Linked DNA regions of Mus musculus: all the other regions are linked to region 4. Evidence: chromatin contacts called from public HiCAR-type and promoter capture Hi-C data. All regions are on one chromosome and are shown on one strand. The core of a region is the stretch at or near the end of the contact, and the rest is flanking DNA. Distances in the headings are between cores, read along the strand shown. Region 1 holds the start of Gnptab (N-acetylglucosamine-1-phosphate transferase, alpha and beta subunits). Region 2 holds the start of Parpbp (PARP1 binding protein). Region 3 holds the start of Washc3 (WASH complex subunit 3). Region 4 holds the start of Slc25a3 (solute carrier family 25 (mitochondrial carrier, phosphate carrier), member 3). Region 5 holds the start of Fgd6 (FYVE, RhoGEF and PH domain containing 6). Region 6 holds the start of Ntn4 (netrin 4). Region 7 holds the start of Metap2 (methionine aminopeptidase 2).

Region 1 (2,700 bases), core at 21-2,520, 2.7 Mb after region 4:
TCAAATAACTGAAATTTAAACTGAAGAGTAATGGCAGTCCCCAGAACGTTCAAGGTATGTCTCCAAAGGAGCATAAAATTCATTTAACCTGGCTGCTCACACCTCCCAAACCGGTTGTCTGTGCTCTTTGAAGAGTTTACAGTCTAATCAAACTGCTTCACTGCACATCAATTAAACGCAGTTCTCAGTCCAAGAAGGACCAGCGACTTGATCTAAAAAGTATTAGCATAGCCCATGACGCAAGGGTGGGTCTGTGCTGGCTCTCAAGAGGTCCGGGGCTGGAGTCCAAGATCCGCAGGCAGTCCTAGTCACCTGACAAGGGCCCTACTCTGAGATAAGCACTTGGTGCTTCCCATCAGCGTGTGCATTCTCACTAGTAAGGCCTCCAACCCGCTGGCATGCAGCTGTACAAAACAGCAGAGCCATTATGAAAAAGGAAAAAAGTTAATTTAAAAAAATCTCCCTTTCACTCTGCAAAATTCACATGCAAAACGGCGCAAAATTCACATGCAAAACGGCGCAAAATTCACATGCAAAGCCGCGCATGCCTCTAAGACAAAGTCTGCGATCCAGAAGAAACAGAAGATAAGGTGTTTTGTCAACGGTGAAGGACTAGTAGGGTGGCACCGCAGGACTGGATCCTACGGAGAGCCAGGGAATGAAGGATCACTACAGAAAAATACAAACCCTAGGAGAGAGTTTCACCAGCGCAAGGCCTTAGAGCCAAAATCAAATGGCCAGAGGACTCTTGGGGACACCCTGCAGAAGGAAGGGGATCCATGCGCACGCTGAAGCACGCGAGGCCCGGACGTCCAGTCCAGCTGCTGCAGGCGAGCCGGGGAGAGGATGCACGCTCAGCGCCTGGGACTAGTGGGCCGTGTGCTGGTCCCCAGGCTGCAGGGAAGATGGGGAGGCAGAAGGGAGATTCGGGGTGCCGGCACCGCGGGGCTCAATCGGGGAATGCTGCGCACGCGGCTCCGGGGCTCGGGCTCCGCTACTCACCTCTCCGAACTGGAAAGCCGAGACGATGGTGACAACGACGCCCACGAAGCAGACGTAGAGCCCATACCTGTGGGATAGGCAGGTATAGGTCTGTCTCTGCAGGAGCTTAAGCAGCATCACCCCGGCCCCGCCACCCCACGCCAGGAGGAGCCCGCGCCGCGCCACCGCCTCAGCGAGCCGCCATTCAGGGGCCCCCGGACGCGCCGCCGCGCTTAGCTCACAGCCCCCGGCTGCCGCACATTGTCGCTCCGGCGACCGACGGCCCGCTGGGCTCCACGCCGCGGCCGCCGCTTCCGGGAGCCCGGAGCCCACGCCCTCGGCGCGGCGGAGGCGGACCCAGGGCCCGCAAGGCGCCCGGCGCCACCCGGGGTTGGCCTCGGAGAGGCGGCGGCGAGTCGCCAGCGCCACCTAGAGGGCGGAGGGGCAAGGGCAGGCGCGCGCCCTCCCATCTGCGCGTGCGCCGTGGGCCCTGCCCTTTGGGCCCTCTGCCTTCTGCACGGTGGGACCCACCCAACCAACAGGTAAGCGACCCGGGCTGTCCCCTGCAGTGTGCCAATGGGCAATCCTGATGAACCAAAAAAACACAGCTCCTGCCTCAAGTTTATCTTCGAAAGAAAATTTGAAAGATCGTGGCTAGGGAATGCATATTCGGCTTGTCCCAAATGACATAATCTACTCTAGACGTTCGTACACGAGGTTTAATTGGTTTTGGAAAAACAAAAGTCACTAATCGGGCATTTATCAAAAAAAATTTTTTGAGGTCACAGGTAGGCTGATTGTGGCAAAGCAGGGAAAACTAACGGATTTAGTTACTATCTGAAGCCTTAGCTTTTGATAGGTAATCAATCTGCTTATAAGTTTGTGTATGCAGGGGAACTCGCACGCGTGCGCGTGTGTGTGAGTGCGTGTGCGTGTGCGTGTGTGTGTGTGTGTGTGTGTGTGTGTGTGTGTGTGAGTGTATGGTGAGGGTCACTTGTTTCTGTCCTTCCATGCTGCGGGTTCAAGGAACTGAAGTCAGGCTTGGCATCACCTTAACCTGCTGAGCCATTTCAGAAACCCTTTCAAATACAACTGGGTAGTATAGCTATTGAATTGGCATTGTTAATTATAAAAAATTTTAAAAAGGAACTGGAGTGTTATAGAGAACTAACTAAGTTTTCGGGTCAAATTCACTTGGAGAATTGTTTGGGCCTACCTGGGTCTTTTTGTGTGGGGGTGGGGTGGGAGTGGGGAATTACCCTCATTACACGGCATACTCTCAAATGCAGTGTCTACCACAGTGCATACCTGTTGAGCACTTGGGACGTTGAGGCAAGAAGGTTATGAGTTCAAAGCCAACCTGGTCTTGGTAGTGAGACCTTGTCAATAAACAAAAGAAAATTAAAATGAAACCCCTCACTTTCCTACTTTGTTTCATTCGTCTAGTCCTCAACTTATCCTCTTTCTTCTGAAGCTTTCGTTGGTTTTGTTGGTTGGTTTGGGAATTATTAGGTTTTGTTTTGCTTGGTGGGGGGAGGGTGGGAAGGGGAGGGGACAGGAGTGGGGGAAGCTGGGACAGAACGGTGTGGAGGATTTTGAAACAGTGTCTCAAGAAGCCCCGGCTGGGTTCTAACTCCCAATGTAGCCAGGCAAGCCTTGAACTCTTCCCTCCCTCCCTTCCACCTGGGATTACAGGGCGGCACTACCCACCTCTTTTAT
Region 2 (2,700 bases), core at 137-2,636, 3.0 Mb after region 4:
GGTTTCCTGAATCTCCACTCTCAAAGGGATTAAATTCTACCACGTGCACATAATCTTCGCAATCCACGGTGTACGCAGCATTTCTTGTAGCATCTTGCTTCATCTTGTATCCCAAAGCTGGAGCAGTTGTAAGAATCAAATAGTTGTTTATTGCCTGTCAGGAAACTGTGGATCACAAACAAAATTTACAAAGTGTTTGTCATTCAACAGAAGAATCATAATGGGGCTTGGTATAGCAATGTCAGAGCCAGCTCAAAAGAGAAGTCTGCTTATATTAACACACACATGAATAAATTTAATACAAATAGAGTCCTAAGATTATTAAGCAATAGAGATGCAGCACTATTTGTAGTTGGAAAGTTGTACTGACACTGTCATATGCAAGAGTACCATAAACGCCGGTACTACCAATAGTCCCTTCTTTGCCTATGAAGAAATTTGCCAAGTTCGTCAACAGGTTGAGGATTTAAAAGATTTAGCATGTGTTGGGCCTACATGCTAGAGAAAACACAAATACACACACCTGCCTATCTCAGGACTATGCTACATTATTTGTTCGAATTATATGACCTTTAACATTCTAATTTGACAGACCACCTGAACTATCAAGGGTCCGATGAACTGGAAAGTCCCACCCCTGCCTAAAGACACATGGAGTCCAAGAGCCTTGAAGGATAATATCAGGTAGCAATAGTTATAACCAACCATTACCCATGCAATAAAATAAGGAGATTAAAAAATACAGGCTCTGGAGTAATGTGTGATACTAACGTTATTAACACCTGTCACAATCCTCAACTAATTTGTCTCGAGACAGGTAGTGTGTACTGTAGAAATAGCATTCTCACGTGCAAATTAATTTTTACTTTGTTGTTAATGAAAAGGAGGCACCCTAGGCTAAGAAAGAACACGTAAAATCCTGAGTTATCTGCTGAGTTTTTTCAGATTAAGTCCCATCTCAGAGAGACTGGACACATGTTACGCGGGACCGGCAGGTGAGAAGACCATAGAGCAGAGAGGTATAAGGCATGCAGGGGACTTGAGGTCCGGATTTGATGGCAACCCCTGACCTCCAGGTCTTTAAAGCCCTGGGTCAATATTCCCAGGGTCCCTGGAGTTGTGTCCCCCACGCGTCGCCCGAGAAAACCCACTCCCACCTCGCGAGGTCACAAGGAAGAGCTCTGGAGAACAGGGAAGCGCCCCTGGGGAAGCAGCACAAGCTGGCGATCCCCGGTCACCGCACTCGATACGCACCTAAAGCAGGGGAGGCGACCTGGGCAAGGCTCTCCCGACCATAGGTGGCCAGGGCGTGCGCCCGCTCTGCTTCCGGGTCGGAGGGCGAGCGCGGCGATTGGTTCCCAGGTCGTGCCGCGAGATTTGAAAGGGACGCCGAGGCGATTCAAACCTCTGCCTTCCGGCGTCCTGGCTGCGCTGCTCCTCCCTCCGCTTGCACCCAGCCTGGGTCACTGGACGAGGTGGGTCTGGTCTCTTCTGTGCCCCCGGGTCGCAGTTCCAGTGGGCATTCGGGCTGCTGCTCTGCGAACGCATCTCGGTGACAGCGACGTGCCAGCCAGTGGCGTTGTCTGCGCAGTGGCTTCGCCCCGACTTCACGGTGTCCCGTGGAAAAAAAGACGCTAGGGCTTCGGCAAGACCGAAACCCATCAAAATCTTCTTTTAGTCCGTTAGATCGGGGATCTGGCACACGACGAGTGCAGGCTTCTCAGATTTTCTGTCGTTGCATCCTTCAGAGGGCCATTCCGGACCAGGCAAGAAGAATAACTGTCACCTGTCATCTTTTAATGGAGATTTGCTAAGTGCTGGCAATAAGGAGGTTGGCTATTTCCTTCACTGGTGCCTTATAATTCTGTTAAGTAGTCCCAATTATGGACGTGGAGAAATTTGTGGTAATCACGAGGTACAGCTAATGCAGGGGTGTGGTGGCAGGGATAGTTAGCTAAGTGTGGTGCTCTCTCACTTTACCTTCCAGCGACAACTACCTGTCTCAGATTTTCTGCTCCAGTGCACTTTGAATCCAGTTTAAAAGCAAGAGTTTATTCCCTCTGACACCTTCTGTTTTGTTCATATCCAGCGTCTCATCGAGTCTTCACAACAGGCTGGGAGGTAGAACAGAGGGGGCGGCATAGTCCTGATTGCTTTGTGACCATTCTTATACCTGGGCAGCCAGATCTAAAGTTAGGTAACCCTGGAAAAGCTGGAACTACAGTGGATATTGGCATGCCAGCCCAGATGCCTGTTGGTGAATAGCCAGATCTAGAACTAAACATGGTTTTACATGTTTAAATGGTTGATGGAAAAAAAAAATATTTCAGGCAAACTAATCATATCACCCATAGCTCATGCTTTTGTGTCTTCTTCAATTTTGTTTTTTAAGAGATAAATAGGAGATAACCTAGGTGCTCATCAGAGAATTGTGAGTGAGGCCTGGGGAGGTGGCTCACTGGATAAAGCGCCTGGACAGCTATGAGGACTGGAATCCAAATCCCCAGGGCTAACGGAGACACTGGTGTAGTAGTCTGCTTGCAACCCCAGTGTGCTAGAGGTGTAGACAAGTGATGCCGGGGCAAGTCAACAAGGTGGAGAGCAGTGGAGAAGACACTCAGTGTCAACCTTGGGCCTCCATACACATGTGCTTACATAAAGGCGAACATATACACACAGCAGACTTGTAAAAAGAGACAC
Region 3 (2,736 bases), core at 89-2,588, 2.9 Mb after region 4:
TTGCAAGCTCAGGAGAGGTTCCTGGACCTGGCACCTAATTCTTATCTATGTACTTAATTATCACTTCATGATGTATCCAGTTATTTGCAGAAAAGTATTTTTTGAAACATGTATCTCTAGGCTGCCTCCATGAATCCTTTTTGGCACAAAGGATGGAAAGCAATTCGATATAAACTCGAACATACATTTAAAATGTAATCTCTAGAATAGGAAGATGAAACAAAACCTTTCAAATAAAAAAAAAATTCCACTGTGAAATTCTGGAATTCCCTTTGTTATAATTACAACAAACTTGGCTGAGCTATCTCATGGAAGCTTCTAGAATACTAATTCAGTTGAGACAGCGCACAGGACTTATGGGGACAGAATCAGAGATGCTAAGGCCTTAAGACATTTGAATTTCATGGCAAAGTGAACACACGAAGGCTGTAATTCTTGTTTGACTTCATTTGACTACATTTGTCACCACGAAAGACGGAAGGCGACTTCTCGGCCGCTCCATGAAGTAGTAGCCCGGGACCTACCTCCTCACAAACTGCGGAAAACCGGTTGAGAAACTGCACAGTGTGCACCACAAACTGGTTTAGAAAGGCCACGGTTCTTTTCTGTTGAATAGCTGGCACCTGTGTCATGTAAAAAAGCAAACACGATTCTTACAGGAGAAACACACTCTCTGCAATCCTTTGGATATCTGGATTTCATAGAGGGGGATGGATGGTCTTTGCCCTGGGACATGTGGTTCACGAAGGGCTAAGAAGAGTCGCTGATTTGTTTTTCTGAATCTTGTGTGAGTCAAACACACACACACACACACACACACACACACACACACACACACACACACGAGCAGCTAGAGAGTCGAATAAGAGGTGAAGTGTCAGAGGTGGTACTATCTCCAGACTGTCAACCTCGGGCGTAGAGACACGTGATGTGGGGAGCAAAGGCTGCGTGGCACACCAATTCTTTTCTTAGCCCAGGAGGGACCCCTTTCAAAGTGGACTGCAGGGCTCCCCCCATTGCCCAGAGTAGGAAAACAGGGGCCCGGATTGGGCCTGGAGAGGTGGCGTCTCCCTGGGAACCAGGGCCCCTTGGCCAAGCCTCCTTCCCTGTTTGTCGGACGCTCAAGTCGGTCTTTTACAAACCTTGGTCAGGTCTATGCCTGACCCCATGAGAGGAAGCCCATCCTCATCCATCTCCTCAGCGGATGGGGACCCCGGGGCTCAGGCACAAGCTCCTCCCAGCCCAGTAGAGAGCCCAGACTCCTTTCCCAAGTTCCTGCCTTCGGGGCCTTTCCGGAAGAAAGCGCGAGTGTTCACCATTCAATGGGTGGCTTCAGAGAGGCCGCCCCGCCCCCTCGCTCTCGCTCAGCATTCTGGGATTGGTAGTTCATGATTCCGATTGTAAAATTGGGCCGGGGAAAAGCTGCTGATGAGCAGGTTTCACAGTTGCTGTTTTAGCTGTAAAATCTGAAAAAATCTGAAAAAGAAAAGGGGGTGGGTGGGTGGGAGTGGTGGAGTGAGGGAAAGAGACGGAGAGAGAAATAGAGAAAGAGAAACAGAAAGAGACAGATTCAGACAGACAGAAACAGGGAGACAGACGCAGGGTTGGGATGAGGTCAGACTGGGAAAGTTAGAAGCTGAGCTGTATCCGTTTTGAGATTTTAATTGCTTAGTCCTGTTACAAAACAAACAAACAAAAAAAAGATCCATAATTCACTGAAGAGCACTTCTCTTTTTGTGTAATCCTACTAAGTGCCAGATACTCTGTTAGCCCTTGTGAAGTCTAGAGAAGTCTGTCAGAACTTGTCTTCAGCCCTGGCAAGCCTCATGCACTGGAGATCCGTTTCTAAGGGTGTTTGTTTGTTTGTTTTGACATAACATAATTTCAAGCAACAACTGAGACACACAGCTGTGAAAGTGACTGCACTTACGTCATGTAAACGATCTTACACCTACAGTATGAAGATTTTGGTTCAGAGTTTGGCTGCACATTTTACCAGCGATGTGAGTTAGGGCAGGTCACCTAAGCAAAAGTAAACCTTTTTATTGTACCAAAACAAGTACTGAAGAAGTGACAGGATCTCCTCTGCTACACTAGTCAAAGGGAGGACATGCAGAATTTTGATGTGCAAAAGTTAGATGGACGTGCAAACAAACTCCTGTGAAAGTTGTGGCATTGCAAATTAGCATGTACAAACACTTGTAGATCCACGAGTACATGCACACCACATGCAAAGTGTGCGGTTCTGTGGATAATAGGAGCTTCTAAGTTGTACAAGAAGAGGAAGCCGACTTTAGTATCTACTTAACATTAAGAGCAGTTAAGATGACAATCTGGAATAAACCTTTGTCCAAACAAAGGTACAGAGACATGAGGGCATATGGCGTTTAAGGCAAAGGAAAGATTGTTTGGTGGTGTAAGTAGAAATGCCCAGAAGTGGAGAATAATGAAACAAGGCAGAAGTAGACACAAAAGCTGACGAAGGGCCTTTTATGGCAGAAGAAGAGTCATGTTTTTCTGAATGGGATTCGTGAGCTTCTGTTTGGGAGTGCTTCTTAAAACGCCCACTCCAGGGCCGGGCGTGGTGGCGCACGCCTTTAATCCCAGCACTTGGGAGGCAGAGACAGGTGGATTTCTGAGTTCGAGGCCAGGCTGGTCTACAAAGTGAATTCCAGGACAGCCAGGGCTATACAGAGAAACCCTGTCTCAAAAAACAAAAAAACAAAAAAAAAACAA
Region 4 (2,887 bases), core at 293-2,792:
AGAAATGCCCCTGTAGTTAGTCCCTGGTACTAGGTCCCTTGGTAGAGCCCTTTGGGGGAGGTTTGTGGCATTGCTGGAAGCATTATGTACCTGGGGGCCTACTGGCATGTCTGCTGTTTGCTGTCATGCCTCCCCACCATGATGGACTCTTATCCCTCTGGAGGTGTAAGCCAAAATGATGTTTTATCATAGCAGCAGAAATATGGCTAATTTAAACCTCTTCAGTTTTTTATGAAAAATGTTTTATAAATTTCATCTTTAAAGGTTTTTTAAAAAATGGTGGTGGTGGTGGTGGTGGTGGTGGTGGTGGTCTGTGTGTGTGTGTGTGTGTGTGCATGAGTGCAGGTGCCTATAGAGGCCAGAAGATGGTGTCAGATCCCCTGGAGCTAGAATCAAGGTGGGTACTAGGAATCAAGTACCAGACCTCTGAAAGATGTTTTGTAAACATTTTTTTTTTTTTTACATCTTCTTGATGTTTCATAAACTCTAAAAGTATTTCTTCTATCCAGGACCAATTACATAATTTGAAGGACCTAGGGCAAAATGAATGAAAATGTCTTTTGTTTGTAAATGTTAAGAATTTTTAAAGGACACAGCAGAGCACTGACTGCAGAGGTAGACTTAGTATAACTACAATAGTCAATACAGGAGCCAGCTCTAGTGGTGTCTTGGGTTAGATAAAAAGGCTTAATAAAGATGAGATAAACGTCCCAGGAAAATGTTAAACGCAAGAATTACAACAGGTTTGATTGCTTCTAAACTCTCCCTCGTGGAACTTGGCCCCCGCTTGTTGACATCAGAGTGATGATGATCTTGTAAATGTCTGAAGTACACACAGTCCTGTCTTACACGCACACAGTTCATCGGTTACTTTCATGTCAGCGCATGCCTGTGCCTCCAGGAACGAAGCCTTGACTGACTGTTCTCAGGGGCCATGGACATTCTGTGAGGCAGAAGCAGTTTTATGTATTGTATGAGTTCTTCCTGTATATCCTTTCCACCAGAACTTGGTGGAAAATTTAGACATGCCTATGTCAAAAGTCAGTGTGATGGAATTTTTTTCTGAAAAGTCCGATGATGGCAGGAATTCCGATCAAAGATCTTGTAGTGATATCCTAGCTTCCATACCTGAATAACGTATCACTTAAGCATTCATGTCTTTAAAAGTTTATGCCCGCAATCACTTAAAGACATGTAAAAATTCCTGGCGCCAAGGAGAAAACACCGGAAGGTGAAGGGACAGAGTGAGTAGGTCACCTGCCCGTCCAAGGCCAAGACTACACTTTAAAAAAAAAAGGGGAGTGGGGGAGGAGGGCGCTTTGGATCTGCGCCTGCGCAGTAGGAATCCTCCTGCGCACTAGCAGGGCCGGAAGGGCTGGGGTTGGACGTGGGCGGGGATAGGGTTGCTAGGAGGACGCGATGACGTCCAGGTTCTGCGCTCCTCTCCGCAAATGAGAGGCGCGTGGCGCAGTGACGCTCTGCGTGCGTCACGGTGACGCCGCGCGAAGGGCACGGATCTTCGGGCCGGGAGGACATTCGGCCTCTGTGAGCCGCAACCTTGCCCAGCGAGCGGTTGGGTGTTCGCCATCTTAGGCAAGTGAGCGCGACCGGGCCTCGCCGCGGCGCGGAGCCTTGAGTCCCTTGTGGCCGCCGCCTTGGCCGTGGGCCCGGCCGGGCTTGGCGTCCCTGGGGAAGAAGCTGTGACCTCCTCAAGGGCGCAGAGCCGGGCATGTCTCGCGGGGCTCCGGTGACATTGCCCGGCGCCGGGTCTCTCTCACCTCCGCCCTCTGTCTCCCCCGCAGGAGGATGTTCTCGTCCGTAGCGCACCTGGCGCGGGCGAACCCCTTCAACGCGCCACACCTGCAGCTGGTGCACGATGGCCTGTCGGGTCCCCGCAGTCCCCCAGCTCCGCCCCGGCGTTCCCGCCACCTGGCCGCCGCCGCCGTGGAAGGTGAGGTCGCACCCTGCCCTGTGGGAGCGCTGGTTACATGCTGCCCCCCTGCTCTGCCTCCCGAGTCCTGGGCAGGAACTGGAGGTCGGGGAAGGACGCTTCAGCCCTGGACCCGAGGACCGGTCTCTCGCTGACCCTGGGATGGCAACTCTGACACCCTAGGCCGCTGTCGGATCCTTGGCCCTCCCTCAAGGGCGTGGAAGGGCCCAGGCCCAGCGCCACTCAGTGACCTCCGTGTCCCGAAGGGAGTAGAGGCAGAGAGGTGGTAACCAACTTCTTTATCTTCCCCCGTGAGCCCGCTTGGTCAGCCAAGTATACTGGGTAAAATCTCTTTTTAACCACTAGCCAGACACAGTTGCAACTCCATAACGTTTATTTGACTTGCCTTTTTAAAAATTACCTGGAAAACTCTCCTTTGATCTCCTTTCCCAAGTTTTATCTTTTCATTTAATTGTATATGAGGTAATGGGGTTGGGAATCTCTTCCTTTTGTGCTACTGGTTGGTGAAGGAGGTGACTTGCAGATTATATGAGGTGTGCATTCCTTTGAGTTTATGTTTTTGGGATTTGAGCTGGGTGACTCAATAACTGTATGTTTTAAATCCTAGTGGAACATAAGTACAAGAGAAACCCGAAAGCTGAATTATAGGCCTCAAGAGAAACGTTACCTACATTGTGTGTGTAAAACAGAAGTCCCCACCCACACCCCAGTCATTCATGTGCTTCATGCGTCTTAAACGTGATTAGAAAACTCCTTTTCACTATCTCCTATCGTTTTCCTCTGATTTCAAAAGCTAAAGCAAATCTTTGTATGTTTTTGACTGCAGGAACTAGGTATGACTTACTTAGTTCATAAGTGAGTAGTTGGTTAATAGCTGGAGCAAACGTTAAAGTTAGCAAGCTTTGCACATGTTAAGTGCTCTTTTTGATTTTGGGC
Region 5 (2,700 bases), core at 91-2,590, 2.9 Mb before region 4:
ACATTTAGTGTGTGTGCTCTCCTGACAGTTTTCAAGTTGCAGGAATGTTAAACAAACGCCAAAAAAAGCAAAGAAAATTTAATCTGATACTTAAGTGCTAATTCTAGACCTAACTGAAGTGAAACTTACGCTCTTTTACTACAAAATCTCTCATCAAAGTTTCTTCTGATGTGGATAAAGATGCCTTTAATATATCCCATACCTTATTAAATTCTGGCTTTGAAAATGTGCTGTGTTCTTATAAAGAGACTGTCCCTTGGACACAAATTTGGAAGATTAGAAACTGTTCCTTAAAAAGGTCACAACACAATGAGCCAAAGTGCTTAAATTCACACAAAGGTAAGGAGAGGCTTTGTCATTTGGGTGAGTGGAAAGGAGGCAGACTGAAAATAGGGCTTTGTTTACACAGTCCAGGTACGAGGGGGGTGGGGGGGGGAGGAAGAAAGGAAGGAAGGAAGGAAGGAAGGAAGGAAGGAAGGAAGGAAGGAAGGAAGGAAGGAAGGAAGGAAGGAAAAGGTGAAGATGAGCAAAAAACAGGGAGGGGTAGGTGCAGGGGAGGGGGCAACTCGGTTTTGTTTTATTTTACCAACTAATAGTCCATACTCACTCAGGTAATAGGGCTCAAAACACCAGGGTGCAAACAGCTCTATCCAACCCTCCTTACAAGCGCGAAGAGTTTCAGTCAATAAATACTAGGTTTTCAAGCAACGCGGGCTAGTGGCGGAGTTTCTTCAACTCGCTGGAAAACTGTCCTAGCTTAGAATAACTGACTCCTCCACACCGGACTCCACGCTTCCCACACCGCGCACAGGCAGCGACAGCGCCTAAGTCACGGAACCCGAGCAAGCTCCGCGACGCCGTCCCATCACCTGGGCTCAGGGGTGGGGGACGCATCCCGGGGACCCCACAGCGGGCGCGGGCGACCGGCGCCAGTCCCGCACCGCCCACCCGCGGGGAACGCAGCGGGAGCCGGAGCCCGCCGGCGCCCGCCGCGACTACTCCCCAGCCCGGCGCGAGCGCAGCCACTTACCCGCGGCAGAAGTCATGACTGCCCCGCGCGGCTCACGCCCTCAGTCCATGGCTCCCGTTCAGTCCACACTCCCCAGAGTTTGAGCAGAAGACAAAAGTCCCCGCAGCGCCCACATTCCGTCCCGCACCGCCTGAGCGCCTCACAAAGGACGGACGCCGGCTCCCGCGACCCTCCGGCGGACCCGGGCGCTAGCGGCCAGCGACAGGGGGACGTGCACGAGCGCCGCTCCGCCGCGCTCCGGGACGATCGCCAGGCGCGCGCACGAGAGGAGATCGCAGCGGCTTCGCGGACGCGCGCCCCACCTCAACTTGAGAGAAAAATCCGCGCTCCAGGCGCCCCCTAGTAGTCAGGGGATGTAAAAGGCAGACAAAAGCCATAGCTCTCTCCAATAGGAGCTCTGGAACGCCCGCCCGCTCCCGCCCCTCCAGCCTACACGCTCACCCTCTTCTCCAATAAGCAGGTCGGAAAGGGGCGTGGGTCGCGATGCATGCCGGGAGTTGTAGTTTTCAGTGCCCCCGAGGTGGGCAGGAGCCGAAGCCTGGGTGCTGCCCGCCCTCCTGCCTTCATTTCCCATCGTGCTGAGGCGGGTGGTATGGCGGAGAAGGATGACACCGGAGTTTGACGAAGAGGTGGTTTTTGAGGTGAGGAGAAAATGGCGGGGAGTGTGGACCGTCTTTGTTTCCGAAGGACTAAAGGAAGAGCGAGAAGGCAAAGCGATTCAGAGGGGAGGGATAGGGTGACGGGCGCCTGCGGGCCTGGGTCCCCAATCCTCCGCTGTTTCGGGGCCTACTTGCTGCAGCCGCCTGACAGGTATAGCTCAGGGGATCCTGGCGTGGTTGGCCTCTGCCCCGAGCTCGCCCAGAATTCCCAGACCCGGCGCAATTGACCGGCCCTGGGCGGGAGCCTTGATCGGTTCTTACCCTATGGCTGCACCGCCCTGGACTGCGCCTCGTTGGGGCGGGGCCGAAACGTGCTGGATATTCTGTCTACTACTTAACCTCCTTCCCTTTTTATCTTTGATTTTTGCGGGCCTGTTAATCCATAAGTGCCTCCGGTCATCATCATCATCATAATCATCATCATCAAGGTGTGGCCTCTGGAATGCAGGCAGGCAGCAGGTGCCTTTCTATGTGGGGTTTAAGGTCTGTTAAGTGAGACCTGTGGCCAATGGTGTGAGCTCTGGCGTCTCAGCACCTAGGTTCCATTCTTTTGTCCTTGCTGTTGCGCTAAGTGTAGCCAGTTCTGAATGGAAGCTCTGGTCTGGATGTGAATGCTTTTGTGTTGGACTATTTTAAGATGTCTCTGCCATCTTGAATTTAAAAAATAAAGCCTAGTTAATGGCTTTAGTGCCATTTTTACCCCATCAGACAGGTCAATACCCACACCCTGGAACGTGTATGTGTATGTATTGAATATGTATGCCATACTTTCCCTCAGCCAACTAGATTTCAGGGAATTCATACAAGAGAAAGAGAAGAAATCCCCCGTGGTGTATAATGGGAGGGTGAGGTACGGTACAGAATGTGAAGTATTGAGATATCTAAAAACTGCCCGTGGAAGCATAATTTGGAACCCATTGTCCACTCATAGCACTTTAAAAAGCTACACACAGCAAGTGATACCCTAGGTAAATCTTCAGCTCTGAATGAAATTAGGAAGATTGATGGGAG
Region 6 (2,873 bases), core at 125-2,624, 2.5 Mb before region 4:
GGGGGATGAAATCAGACCCTCACAATTTTTCCCCACTACCCCACTGTGCTGTACTTAACCTAGCTGAAAACCAGGTGGCCTGCGAGAAGGGAGGGGGAGAAGAGAAAGAGGAGGCTCCCGGGGACTCAGACACAGCAAGCCTGGAACCGGTGGCCTAAAGACAGTCCAAGAGAGACAGGACCGTAGCGGGAGGGGAGAGGGGCATCTGCCCGTTGCCCGTAACCCAGTTACTGAGCCAAGGAACAGACCCGCCTCCGACCTCCTGCAGAGCTTCGGCCAGGGTACCGATTCCCCAGGGGCAGTCAGCCAGCTCCGGGCAATCACCACCTGAGTGATCACCCCCCATGGTCCCAGTTCCGAGTTCTACAGCGTTGCAGCCAACGCCCCGGGAAGAGGGCGCTCACCCTCACCCCAGGTGGCCCTACCTGGCTCTCAAGTACACAGAATGAGATCCGGGAAGGTGGCGATCTCTCTAAGTGAGAGATCGGTCTCGGCCCACGCACGCCCAGGGTCTCTGGGCCACCCCTCCTCGTCACTCCTCAGGCCATGGAGAGCCCGGGGATGGCGAGCTGGGTCCTTTGTTCCCCCTCACCAAGTGCAGAGGCAGTTTTCCCCCCCAAGCCAAACCCAGAAAGAAACATTGATCTCTCTGTATCTTCTGCAGGGCGTACCCAGGATATCTGGTTATTCAAGGACATGTGTATCTCAGTTGCAGGAGAAAAAAAAAAAATCAATAGTGTTTGAAACTGCGGAGTCGCGGGCAAAGGAGACGGAACATGGCCACTGGCTTCATCCTCAATAGCCGAGCTCTGGGCTCCCGGTCCGGGATCCCCTATATCCCCCAGCCCCCGAGCTTGGGTGGAGGGGCAGGAGCAAGGGAAGAGGGGTGGGGGCCCGGCCGCGTCACCACCCACCTGCGGCCACCGCGGAGCAGCCCCAGAGCAGCAGCAGCCGTGCGCAGCTCCCCATGGCCGGGCAGCTGCGGGAGCGGGTGGGATGAAGCGGCAGTGGTCCTCGGGAGCACCGGGGGCTCTGTGGTTCTTCCTCCTCCCGGAGCGCCAGGCTCGCTCAGTGGGCACCGTGGGCACAGAGCCGCGGGCCGGGGCCGCGCCAGGCGGCGGGGTGACCGTCGCGCACCGGCCTGGCGGGGCCCGGGCAGCTCAGCAGCGGCGGGAGCCCCGGGATCATAGCCGGCCTGGCCGCTGCCGGCTGAGCGGCCCTGAGGGCGGGTGCGCCGCTCGCCCAGGGCTCGGCGCCCGCAGCCGACGCTGAACTTTGCGAGACCTTTCACTTCCCGGCCGCCGCCGCCTCCCGGCTGTCCTCCTCCGCTTTTCCCACCTTCTGTGGCCGCCGAGGCTCGGTCCCGTCCTTCTCCATGGGCAGTTCCATGGGATGCATTTTTATTGCACCGACACCGCGGCGCTCCGGTGCCAGCCCTCCTCCTCCCCTCGCACCTCCACCCCTTCCTCCCGCCCGCCCCCCGCGCTTGACAGCCGGGCGGTGCAGACGCGCGGGTCCGGTCATTGTCGCCGCCGCCGCCGCCCAGGGGGAGGGGGTGTCTGCAGCCCCCGCTGCGCGCATCTCCCTGCCTGACCTCGCGGGTGCCCTCCAGCACCCAAGGGCCTCGCCTGGGAAACAGTCTCCCACCTTCTCCAGGAACATTCCTGAGAGCAGTTGACTCCCTCCGGATCAGGTCAGGGCATGCCAAGGGGCTTAAAAACCCGCGAAACAGGCGAGCGACTACTTTCCAAAAAATCACCCAGCAAAACAAGCCTTCCCCCCTCCCCCAACACCACTCCACAGCACCCATTCTCTGCGAGTCCCACGGTCTGGGTTAGGACCACCCCAGACCCCCAATTCTGCCTAGGGTACTGCCAGTGAACGCGCACCAAGTGCCAAGGGTCCTTTAAGTCTCTGCTACCTTTTTGGGGGGTGCAGCCCAAAGGAGTCGAAGGTGTACCCGTTTGGTGTAAAAGATGTTCTCACACGGCCTGAAAGACCAGGATCCATGATCAGGGAATCAACTGTTTAAGAACATCTATGTCTGGAGCATCGACATAAGAATGCCTGGGTCCTAGGTGCATTCACACATTCTTCATAGTATGGTGAGCAGGGGAACCATAAAGTTATGAAATATCTTATGGGGAGCAATTTAGCAGCAACCACAAGCAGCTAATTGTAGCTCAGGGCTGGTGTTTATGAAAGGAGATTAAATAGCACTTCAGCCTGGGACTTCTGTAACTTCTCTGAAAATATAGTTCTGCTTACACATGCAAAGAAATTGGCAAACGTTGAGTCGAAGGCAATTCTGTATTGCAGCATTCAGTGTGTGTCTTTGAGTATTTTCCAGAAAGTTAACTGCTTTGCAGATACCATTCAGTTATTATAAATTGTCAGAAATACAGATGGGGCCAATTAGAGCTTTGGGGGCACACGTAGATATTATTTATAATGACCGAGCTGGAGACATATAGGTTTCTATCTCTCTAAAGGAACTGAGTTGAGGTTAGCATAATCCACTGGGAGGCGTTAAAATTATTATTTTGGCCAGTACTGGAAGTGGCAGGCGACATGAGAACCGTCACCAGCTTTCGAAAACAAACTCTGAGCTTTCAAATACTGGCCACGCTGGAGCCTCCGTTGGCTCTCACAGGTGATGCTTCTGATGCAGTTGCTAAAATGCTTCTCCCAACTGTTCTTTTTATTAAATGAACGACAGGGGATCGTAACAGGCTAAGGCTCCCAGCCTAAACACTAGCCTACAGGCCAAGAAAAAGGAAGAGAAAGACAGTATTTACTATTAATCTCTGAGACAATATATTAAGTTGAGGCAGGGCTAATCCATGCCTGATTATGAATTTCAGAAGCATTTG
Region 7 (2,700 bases), core at 183-2,682, 2.8 Mb before region 4:
CAAACCAAACCAAACCAAACCAAACAAAACAAAACAAAAAAAACAAAAAACAAGAAACAAAAAACAAAAAAAAAAAAAAAAAGAAAAGAGGAAAGAGAAGAAAAGAAAAGAAAAGAGCCCACACTCACAGACATACCTACTCCAACAAGGCCACCCACACCTAATTGTGCCACTCCCTGGGCCAAGTGTACACAAACCATCACACTTTACCCAGCTTCCTTTCTTATACCACCAACCAGAAACACCTGGTTAAGGGATAGAATTGCCTACAGTGGGTTGGGCCCTTCCACATTAATCATTTAATCAAGACAATGTGCCTGTAGACTTCCCTACAGGCCAATCTGATGGATGCATGCTCTCAGTTGAAGTTTCCTCTTCCTGGATGTCTCTAGCTCGTGTCTAGTTTGTAGTCTCTAGACAGAGACCATGAGGAAGGTGAAGAATTCCACTACTAAGTGTATGCTTTTACAAGAACAACTTTGTTACAAGATAAGAAGAAAGTCTATTAAGACAAAATCTGAGGGGACTATCCTGAGTTAGAAGAATTTTACTACTCTTGCAGTTGCAAAGAGAAGCTAATAACACATTGTAAAATAAAAGCTAATTTGAGATGTCATGAGATACAGTAAAGATAAAGAAAATAGTTGTTGGTGGTGGTACTTGCCTTTAATCCCAACACTTGGGAGGCAGAGGCAGGCAGATATTTGAGTTTGAGGCTATTAGTCTACAGAGAGAGTTCTAGGACAGCCAGGGCTGTCTTGAAACACTCCCACTGTCTCTCCCCTCCCCCGCCAAAAAAATATAGGAAAAATATTATAGAGGGCAAGGAAAATATGTTTAATTTCAAGAAAAGTCCTTTCCAGAACCCTAAGGAGAGGATTACAATTCCCTAGTGGAATGGGTTTGGGATTCTTCATCCTCAAAGCAGATCCTTAGTGCACTCCAATTTCTTTTTAATATCTTTTGTTAGTATCTCCTAACAAAGTTGTCCTATTAAAGCATCAGTGGCTTCCTAAGACCAGAAACCAACAGCGTCTTTTGAGACTGTGCCGTCTACCCTTTCTGTAGTAGGTTTTTTTTAAAGATTAATCTATTTATTATATGTAAGTTTAGTGTAGCTGTTTTCAGACACACCAGAAGAGGGCATCAGATCTCATTATGGATGGTTGTAAGCTATGTGTTTGCTGGGATTTGAACTCAGGACCTTCAGAAGAGCAGTCAGTGCTCCTTGACAGAATCTCCAATACCCACCCCCAAATCAAACCCCCAAACTTGCAAACACCAGTGTCCTCTTGGTTTTCTTTGTACTTTGGTCACTGAACTTTCAAGCCTTCTGCCACACTTGGGCCCAATGCTGCTAGCATCCCTATCTCTAGTAAACATTCCTCAGGATGACTGGGTATCTTTGTCTGCATGCCCTGCAGGGATCTCAACCTTTGGATGTAGGCAGTTTATCTTTGACTCCACCTCATCCACAGCCTCCTGGGCCAGAAACCTGGGTGCCATTCTTACCTTCTCCCCCGCCTCCAAGATCAAGGTCAGTTATATTCTCTTAATTATACTTCAGAAATATTTCTGTCTTCAAGCCTCTTGTCCCTGGTCCCCAGTTATAGCCTTTGCCTACACTTTCATCGGTATTGATACCAGCAGTAGCTTACTACTTCTCTATGACCTCTAGCTTCTGCCATCTTCGTTCTACCTTTAGAACAGAGACCATCAGACCTAAAGATCCCTTTTTTCAGTAAAGGTGTGCACCACCACTAGGCTTTGCTTCTGTTTTTATAGTGCTGGGGATTAATGTAGGGTCTTTAGCATTAGAACAAGTGCTCAACCGCTGAGCTACACACTCCCAGGCCCCATTTTATGTAGCTGTGGTCAGGCCTGTATAAAGTGAAACCGCTAACAAAGAGAACCTTCGAAGCTATTCTGACATCAATGAAATTTGGTACCTAGTTTAAAACTAATGAAAACACCAGAACTCTCTAGCTGGGCAAAGATCCTTACTGATGATAACTCCTTGGTTTATCCAGATAGCTACTCACCATCTACTTTGGCAATGGTCTAAAAAGAAAAGAAAATTGCAATCTGAATAAGGGACTCTGATGAAGCACTAGGGGAAAAGACATGGGCAGAATTCAAGCATACTTTGTTGAAGCATCTAAAAGTGAAGAACTGACTGAAAACTAAGAAGAGTGTGTGTTTTGGCATTATTGAGGAAGGCCTGTTCCCATTGGTCAGAACCTGCACTTGTCTCAAAATAAGAGACGCGTGAGAACGTAGTGTCCTTTTATTTTGAGACGGGGTCTCTAAATAATCCTGGAAACTCACTCTGCAGACCATATTGGCCTCGCATTTACAGAGATTCTCCCGCTTCTCTGCGGAGTGCTGGGATTAAACGGATTAACCGCCTCCAAGCGATGATCCTATCTTGAACCATCGGAGGTTTGGAGTGCAGCATACGAAACGCGGAATTCCGGCTTCCAAAATTATCCCACGCTTCTCGACAGCTTCCCCGCGAGCTGTGACAGTGAGTTTAACGCGGTCTTTGAGTCATCAAGAATGTGTGTGATAAATACATTATTTTAACCCTCTCTCATCACTGCCTGTAGGATTTTTTTTTTTAAATAGGGAACACTAAATTCCTCGTGTTAGTGGCATCTCCTGCGCACTCTGGAGCGAAGCCCCCCTGCTTTTTCCCAG

What was found. Promoter capture Hi-C pulls out the DNA fragments that hold promoters and counts their contacts. HiCAR-type assays count read pairs that join an accessible place to other places. Capture Hi-C pulls out chosen DNA fragments and counts their contacts.
Region 1: a contact with region 4 is called in a promoter capture Hi-C map of pre-B cells. The contact joins the promoter of Gnptab here to the promoter of Slc25a3 in region 4. A contact is called at or near these places in 1 of 39 promoter capture datasets (pre-B cells) and 1 of 115 datasets of contacts at active chromatin or transcription factors (astrocytes).
Region 2: a promoter capture Hi-C map of pre-B cells shows a contact between it and region 4. The contact joins the promoter of Parpbp here to the promoter of Slc25a3 in region 4. A contact is called at or near these places in 1 of 39 promoter capture datasets (pre-B cells) and 1 of 115 datasets of contacts at active chromatin or transcription factors (extraembryonic endoderm stem cells).
Region 3: a promoter capture Hi-C map of liver shows a contact between it and region 4, with 3 times the contacts expected there. The contact joins the promoter of Washc3 here to the promoter of Slc25a3 in region 4. A contact is called at or near these places in 2 of 39 promoter capture datasets (liver and pre-B cells) and 1 of 9 other capture datasets (liver).
Region 5: a promoter capture Hi-C map of pre-B cells shows a contact between it and region 4. The contact joins the promoter of Fgd6 here to the promoter of Slc25a3 in region 4. A contact is called at or near these places in 4 of 39 promoter capture datasets (embryonic stem cells, hippocampal neurons, liver and 1 more), 2 of 115 datasets of contacts at active chromatin or transcription factors (astrocytes and thymic regulatory T cells) and 2 of 9 other capture datasets (adipose tissue and liver).
Region 6: a promoter capture Hi-C map of stem cell-derived epiblast-like cells shows a contact between it and region 4, with 5 times the contacts expected there. The contact joins the promoter of Ntn4 here to the promoter of Slc25a3 in region 4. A contact is called at or near these places in 3 of 39 promoter capture datasets (hippocampal neurons, pre-B cells and stem cell-derived epiblast-like cells).
Region 7: a contact with region 4 is called in a HiCAR-type map of astrocytes, with 4 times the contacts expected there. The contact joins the promoter of Metap2 here to the promoter of Slc25a3 in region 4. A contact is called at or near these places in 7 of 39 promoter capture datasets (the C10 cell line, cranial neural crest, hippocampal neurons and 3 more) and 1 of 115 datasets of contacts at active chromatin or transcription factors (astrocytes).

The regions. Positions count from the first base shown.
Region 1 is chr10:88,377,838-88,380,537 of GRCm38.p6, reverse strand. Gnptab (N-acetylglucosamine-1-phosphate transferase, alpha and beta subunits) reads right to left here and starts at 1,270. Exons shown (of 21, transcript NM_001004164.3): 1 at 1,003-1,270. The coding sequence starts at 1,119. Gm40733 (predicted gene, 40733) reads left to right here and starts at 1,474. Exons shown (of 5, transcript NR_168608.1): 1 at 1,474-1,523.
Region 2 is chr10:88,145,627-88,148,326 of GRCm38.p6, reverse strand. Parpbp (PARP1 binding protein) reads left to right here and starts at 1,386. Exons shown (of 11, transcript NM_029249.2): 1 at 1,386-1,831. It overlaps Nup37 (nucleoporin 37), which reads right to left and starts at 1,335. Exons shown (of 10, transcript NM_027191.2): 1 at 1,255-1,335; 2 at 1-165. The coding sequence starts at 103.
Region 3 is chr10:88,199,699-88,202,434 of GRCm38.p6, reverse strand. Washc3 (WASH complex subunit 3) reads right to left here and starts at 1,338. Exons shown (of 7, transcript NM_026070.3): 1 at 1,143-1,338; 2 at 525-623. The coding sequence starts at 1,193.
Region 4 is chr10:91,122,622-91,125,508 of GRCm38.p6, reverse strand. It overlaps Slc25a3 (solute carrier family 25 (mitochondrial carrier, phosphate carrier), member 3), which reads left to right and starts at 1,542. Exons shown (of 8, transcript NM_133668.4): 1 at 1,542-1,593; 2 at 1,803-1,951. The coding sequence starts at 1,807.
Region 5 is chr10:94,034,641-94,037,340 of GRCm38.p6, reverse strand. Fgd6 (FYVE, RhoGEF and PH domain containing 6) reads right to left here and starts at 1,340. Exons shown (of 21, transcript NM_053072.3): 1 at 1,031-1,340. The coding sequence starts at 1,046. It overlaps Vezt (vezatin, adherens junctions transmembrane protein), which reads left to right and starts at 1,542. Exons shown (of 12, transcript NM_172538.5): 1 at 1,542-1,671. The coding sequence starts at 1,636.
Region 6 is chr10:93,639,550-93,642,422 of GRCm38.p6, reverse strand. Ntn4 (netrin 4) reads right to left here and starts at 1,374. Exons shown (of 10, transcript NM_021320.3): 1 at 915-1,374. The coding sequence starts at 969.
Region 7 is chr10:93,889,934-93,892,633 of GRCm38.p6, reverse strand. Metap2 (methionine aminopeptidase 2) reads left to right here and starts at 1,432. Exons shown (of 12, transcript NM_019648.3): 1 at 1,432-1,537; 2 at 2,360-2,700.